Linked DNA regions of Mus musculus: region 2 is linked to region 1. The links are chromatin contacts, called in public Hi-C maps. All regions are on one chromosome and are shown on one strand. The core of a region is the stretch at or near the end of the contact, and the rest is flanking DNA. Distances in the headings are between cores, read along the strand shown.

What was found. Hi-C and Micro-C count contacts between places; a contact is called where the count stands out from the background.
Region 2: a contact with region 1 is called in a Hi-C map of the G1E-ER4 cell line, with 1.8 times the contacts expected there. The contact joins the enhancer-like site here to the promoter of Idh3b in region 1. A contact is called at or near these places in 4 of 39 promoter capture datasets (the HPC-7 cell line, HPC-7-derived erythroid cells, hippocampal neurons and 1 more), 4 of 484 Hi-C or Micro-C datasets (the G1E-ER4 cell line, the N1E-115 cell line, muscle stem cells and 1 more), 2 of 115 datasets of contacts at active chromatin or transcription factors (both in embryonic stem cells) and 2 of 9 other capture datasets (adipose tissue and pancreatic islet).

The regions. Positions count from the first base shown.
Region 1 is chr2:130,282,969-130,286,005 of GRCm38.p6, forward strand. Idh3b (isocitrate dehydrogenase 3 (NAD+) beta) reads right to left here and starts at 1,483. Exons shown (of 12, transcript NM_130884.4): 1 at 1,414-1,483; 2 at 1,203-1,280; 3 at 970-1,068; 4 at 741-861. The coding sequence starts at 1,449.
Region 2 is chr2:130,338,989-130,342,025 of GRCm38.p6, forward strand. All of the region lies in intron 6 of Ebf4 (early B cell factor 4), which reads left to right. Among named protein-coding and RNA genes, the nearest start is that of Gm39936, 4.0 kb to the right of the region's middle. Within about 2 kb of position 1,648, at least 4 of the 459 cell types and tissues checked have an H3K27ac peak or open chromatin away from gene starts, as enhancers often do. A contact at or near this core is called in the G1E-ER4 cell line and the N1E-115 cell line, where this site is marked.

The DNA.
Region 1 (3,037 bases), core at 233-2,732:
ATGCCACAAGTGAGTGGAGATCCTGATAGGTGACACAGTGACATATACAGGACAATTAGGACAGCGGATTGTGAGCAACGCACAGAACAAATTGTAGAAAGGAAAACAGGAACATCAGGGGCCAGATTATAAAGAACTGACTTTCCTCTGCAAAAGCTGGCCCTGCAAGTGAGGCTGTCCAAGAAAGTGGGTCTATAGGAGGAAACCTACAAGCTAAATAAATAAATAAATAAATAAATTTTTAAAAATCCAATATGGGGAATAAAACAGCACAAGAGAAGAAATGGAGTGGTTAGAATGATCAGCGCACACTGGGTTAGGGTGGCCGTGCCTTTAATCTCAGCCCTTGGGAGGCAGAGGCAGAGAGCAGAGAGGCAGAGGCAGGCAGATCTCTGTGAGTTCGAGTCCAGCCTGGTCTACAGAGAGTTCCAGAACAGCCGGGGCTACACAGAGAAACCCTACCTGGAAAAACTAACAACAACAACAACAACAACAACAAACAATAAATGAACAAACCAAAAAAGAATGGGCACGCAGACACAACTAACAGGGTCTGACCCCGGTGACACAGCCTCAGCAGGTCCCAACCCCTTCCTGACATCACTAACTCCTGGTTTGCCACTGAGAAGAAACAAATTCCTAAATGTCAGTAGAGGCCAGTCTGGAAAACTGATATATACACACTGCAGAGAGAGGGGCTTTATGAACACTGCTCTTAAATGACAGAGTGCCATACAAACCAATGATGGCAACTTTGTTCTCCTTCATGGAACTCAGCACCTGCTCCAGCTTCTCCTCAGAAGCCATATTCTGCACCTCGCTCAGATGATGCTCCTTAAATTCCACAGGGACAGCAGCAGCCTTCAGGGATAAGTCCAAGCACAGGGCTGGGTCAGGTCTGAACTTTCCAACAACCCATCCATCCCTGTAGCCTGATCCGCCACCCATCCCCCGCCCCGGGCTATTCACCTTGAACACTTCCTTGACAGCATGCATGAGCTCTGGCCCCACGCCGTCTCCAGGCAGCATGGTCACAGGAAAGGCACCCTCCACCCTCACATCTTGTGCCTGTGAGTGGGGCCAGCAGAGATGGAGCAGGGGCAGAAGTGGGAGTCAGAGGGAAAGAGGTGGGGAGGGGAAACCCAGGGGAGCGGCAAGGAGGCGACAAGGATGGGCGAGAACGAAGCTGGACTCAAGCGTACCTGGCTCTGGGAAGCGGCGTGAGCCGTAGATGTTCCGAGACCTCTCCATGCCCCGGAGTTCCGAGCGGCGAGCACCGCCTGCGACAGACACAAGGTCAGATCGGGGACACCGCGGCCCCTTACACCGCGATGACCTTGCCTTCTTTTGGAAACCGCGGACAAACCCTCTGTTCTCCCGCCCACCCTCCGCTCAGGTCGTCCCGGGCCTCACTCGGGTCAGCCAGCGGACATTGCTCAGCGCTGCCATGTTCGGCCGAGGAAGTCGCGGGGGAAGTGACGCCGGAAGCGAGCGCGGTCGTGGGAGCTGGACTTCCTGTCAGCCCTGGCGAGCTTGGCGGTTCTTTCTCCCGTACCAATCGGCGGTGTGTACGGATTCACTTGAGTTCTCTCCTTCTGTTTGGTAATGTAGGGTCACAGGACACACAACCAGTTTGTCTGTTTGCTTTGTTTTCACTCGTCAGATTTAATTTCTCTTGAAAATTCAAAACAACATCCAAATATATATGGCCAAGTATTGAACAAGGATGTGAGTTTAACAATAAGTTGAGAAGTCTTGGGAATTTGTGAATGTTTGAATGTTCTGTTATGCGTTATTCTCTTAACTAGTACTCACTGTTAGTCACTTAGAATTCTTTTAAATAGGTAAAATAATTCAGATTACAAAGAAAACTGGTTATGATAAGAAAACTAACTTGGAGTTGATGAGGTAGCTCTGTAGACCAGGCTGGCCTCAAACTCATAGACCCGCCTGCCTCCACCTCCCAAGTGCTGGAATTAAAGGTGTGCACCACCACATCCTGGAAAAAAAAAAAAAGAAGCTGAAAAATAAAAGCTAATTCTTTTGCTCCACTGTATAGTATGCTATAATTTAAATTTACTAAATTGCTTAATCCTTTCTTAAATAGGCAGATACCTAGTATGAAATCTGATTTGGGCTCTTCTCAGCAACATTGCTGTGTATATCCCTGTACATTCTCCTTTGTACATATGATGAAGATTATAACTATCCTGCAGGGCACCTCTAGCCATGTATGTATTACAGGTGAAATGGTGTGTTTTCAATAGTTTGATTATAGATCTGTGTGTGTTTCACTCATGAATTTGTTCTCATGCAGTAAACAGAAAACTCATTCATCATGATAGCTGATAGTTTCTCTCCCACTACTTCTGGAAATAAAGAGTTACTGACATTGATTTAGCTGCTTAGTTATGTCCCCAGGGATCCTGGATGGGGGGCGGGTCCTCTATATCATCTCCTCTCAAAACTCCATTAGATTGCTAAACCCAGTGTCTATTTTATAATAGAATGTTGAGTATCTCATATAATTTATTGAGTGCTACACGGAAAGTGTATCAGAACAGGCATGTATGTTTTGTTGAGACAGGATCTCTCTTTATATCCCTGGTTGACCTATAACTTCCTATGTAGACCAGGCTGACCTGGAACTCAGAGAGATCCACCTGCCTCTTTGCTTTCTAAGTGCTAGGATTAAAGGCGTGTACCCCATGCCTGCCTAATGGACTTGTATCAATTACTTTTATCATTGTTGGGACAAAACACAGACAAAAGCAGCTTTCGAAAGAACAGATTTACTTTAGCTCATGGCTCCAGGAGACCCCAGTCACCACAGAGGGGAAGGGACGGCAGCAAGATCAGGAAGCAGCTGGGCTCTCTCTCTCTCTCTCTCTCTCCAGTTCAAACTGGCCATTTTCACTCAAGGCACATCAGGTATCTGAGCAGGACCATCAGGGAGAAGACTCTAGGGCCCTATAAAGTACACAAGCAGATACATGGGGGTGGGTAGAGGCTGCTCCGTAGTTACGAGCATTTACTG
Region 2 (3,037 bases), core at 398-2,897, 56 kb after region 1:
AAGATCTATTTATTATTATAAATAAGTACACTGTAGCTGTCTTCAGACACTCCAGAAGAGGGCATCAGATCTCATTATGGGTAGTTGTGAGCCACCGTGTGGTTGCTGGGATTTGAACTTAGAACCTTCAGAAGAGCAGTCAGTGCTCTTACCCGCTGAACCATCTTGCCAGCCCCAGTGCAAGGTATATTATGACCAGTTTCTTGTATTTGGCCTAGTGTTTTCAAGGTTCATGCAGATCATAATTTATAATAGCATCCACTCCATTCATCTTCCTGACAAATACCATCCCACTACTTTTGACTTGTCTATTCATCAGTTCAAAGATAGCCAGGCTGTTTCTACTTTGAGCGATTGTGAATTATATTAATGTGAAGCGTTGTGTACTAGGTTTTGTGGATAAGCTTAGTAGCTCAGATTTACAATTCCAGCTACTTGTGAGGCCAAGGCAGGGGACCCACAAGTTCCAGGTCAAGATGGAGAGACCTTTGCTCCAAAATACAAACAATATTAAGAGGCTTTCCATATACAGCAACTATTTTTAACTCAAATGTAATTGCTGAGTTATAGGTTAACTCTGTTTGACTATTTGCAACATTCTCAAATTGATTCCCAAAACAAGTACACTAGCTTTTACTCCACCACTGATACATAAGGGTTCTACTTTCTTACTCCCTAATCAATGCTTATTATTGTCTAAGTGTTTTTACATTTATTTATGTGTTTGAATGTTTTGCCTCTGTGTATGTTTGTATAGCACATACATGCCTGGTGCCTGAAGAGGCCAGAAGAGGGAGTAGAATCCTTTGGAACTGGAGTTACATGTAGTTGTGAGCTACCATGTGGGTGCTGGGAAGTGAACTCAAGTCCCCTGCAAGATCAAGGGTTCTTAGCCACTGAGTCATCTCTTCAGCCTCCTCAGTTGATTTTTATATAGTATGTTGCTGTAGAAATTTTTACCCACCCCCTTTAGTTCTTGGATAAAAGGCACACACAGCCTTTATATTTACAATAAACCTCAAAAAAACACTAGAGCTGGGCAGATCCTACCCTCTGTGTTGTTAGAATCTACTTTCCTGTCGATAACCCCGAGTCATTACTTACTATGTTTCACTTGGGCTGCTCTTAACTCCAGTTAGCCAGCCCTCAGGGCCATGTTTTCTTTACTCCTAATCCACTTTTGCTTCTCATTGCTCCTCCTGCACCGTCTTCTCCTTGTGATTCTCCTCTGACCCCAACCCTGTGAAACCTAAACCCCACCTATGTCTCTTCTGCCCAACTATTGGCTGTTTGACATCTTTACCAGTCAGAAATAACTTGGGGGGCAAGGTCTATGTGGGAGACTCTCTAGTCTATGGGGCAACCATGTTGTCTTATAACATTACAATAGATACTTAGCACTTAGCATTACAATAGATAACAAAAGGCCAAACCTCAACAGGACATGAAATAAGGGTTTGGCTTCTAGTTTTGTTGAGAGTTGTAAAAGATTGATATTTTTCTTTGAATATTTGGTGGGATTTAACACTAAAACCATTTAGACCTGAGGTTTTGTGAAAGGTTTTTAGAAGGCTAATTCAGCCTGTCATCCTAATTCTATTATCCTGCTGAGTCATTTTGAAGTTTTGCCAATTTCATCTAAGTTATCTGGTGTACAGTTGTCCATAATTTCTGTGTGCGGTCTCCCTCAATTCCTCCTGCTGCCGGCTGGTTGGGTTATCGCCTCTCTTAATCATAGTTTTGGCAGTTTGGATCTTGTTTTTTTCTTTGTCAGTCTAAGCATTTGCCACTGCTGTTACTCTTTCTCTATTTTTATTTTTATTTTTTAATTTACTGTTGGTGGTAAGAATACACATGCCACCATGCAAGAGCAGAGGCCAGACGACAGCTTTCTATCTCTCCCACTTTTGTTGGTTTTGTTGTTAGCATGGATTTTAACACCCAGTCACCAAGTCCTACAGTACACAGAGAATAAGTAACATGCTATCAGAAAGTGACCAGATAAAGCACGGGTGTTAGTCCTACACCTTGCTAACCACCATAATTGGGCTTTTGATCAAAATTGCTTGATCAACATTAACTGAACTATTTCTCTGAGTTACCAAATGAGGCCTTGCCTTTAAACGACAAACAAAGAAACCCAAAACTACTAACCCTTTAGCTTCACCACGGCTTCTGTTGAGACCCTGTCTTCTTGGCAGCCGGAGTAGCACCAGGCCCTCCCCCAGGAAAGGGTAGCAGTCAGCCAGCCCAGCTCCTGCCCATGGTGACCTGGTTCTAATGTGTACATTAGGAAGGCAGTGAATGAAACTGCCGCCATGTCAGAAGATGTGCAGCAGGACCTGGTGAAGTGCAGGACTCAGGCACTGGAGACCTAACATAGAAAAGGAGGTTGGGACCCATGCCAAAAAGGAATTTGACAAGAAGTACAACAGTCCGTGACACTGCTACATGCTCCTTGGTTCCTGCACTAGTCTTGTGATATAAGAAAGCAAACACTTCTGCCTCTCCGTGGGTCAAGCGGTCGCTCTTCTGTTCAAATTTGGTTAAAAGTTCTGAGGTGGCAGCAGGGCAGTGGCGCACGCCTTTAGTCCCAGCACTTGGGAGGCAGAGGCAGGCAGATCGAAGCCAGCCTGGTCTACAGAGTGAGTTGCAGGACAGCCAGGGCTACATAAGAGAAACTCTGTCTTGGAAAAAAAGAAAGATAAAAGAAGTTCTGTGGTGGAACTCTGGTCCTCGGGCTCATCCACAAAGCGTCTTTTCCTGCTGCGCATCTCACCAGCAGCCTTGTGGATCTTAAAACAAAACAAAACAAAAAACAACGTAACCAACTTTTACTTAAGCATCTGTATTTTCGTTCATTTTTGCTCTCATCTGTTTCCTTTCTGTTGTCTACCCTGGGGGTAGCTTCTGTCTTCCCAGTTTTTAAAGGTTACTTTGGAGATTTGAGGTCTGTCTCTTTTTTTTTCCTTTTTAAACTATAGCTCATGTAGAATACATAAATTACATAAAATTTCACTCAAGCATTTCTCTGGCA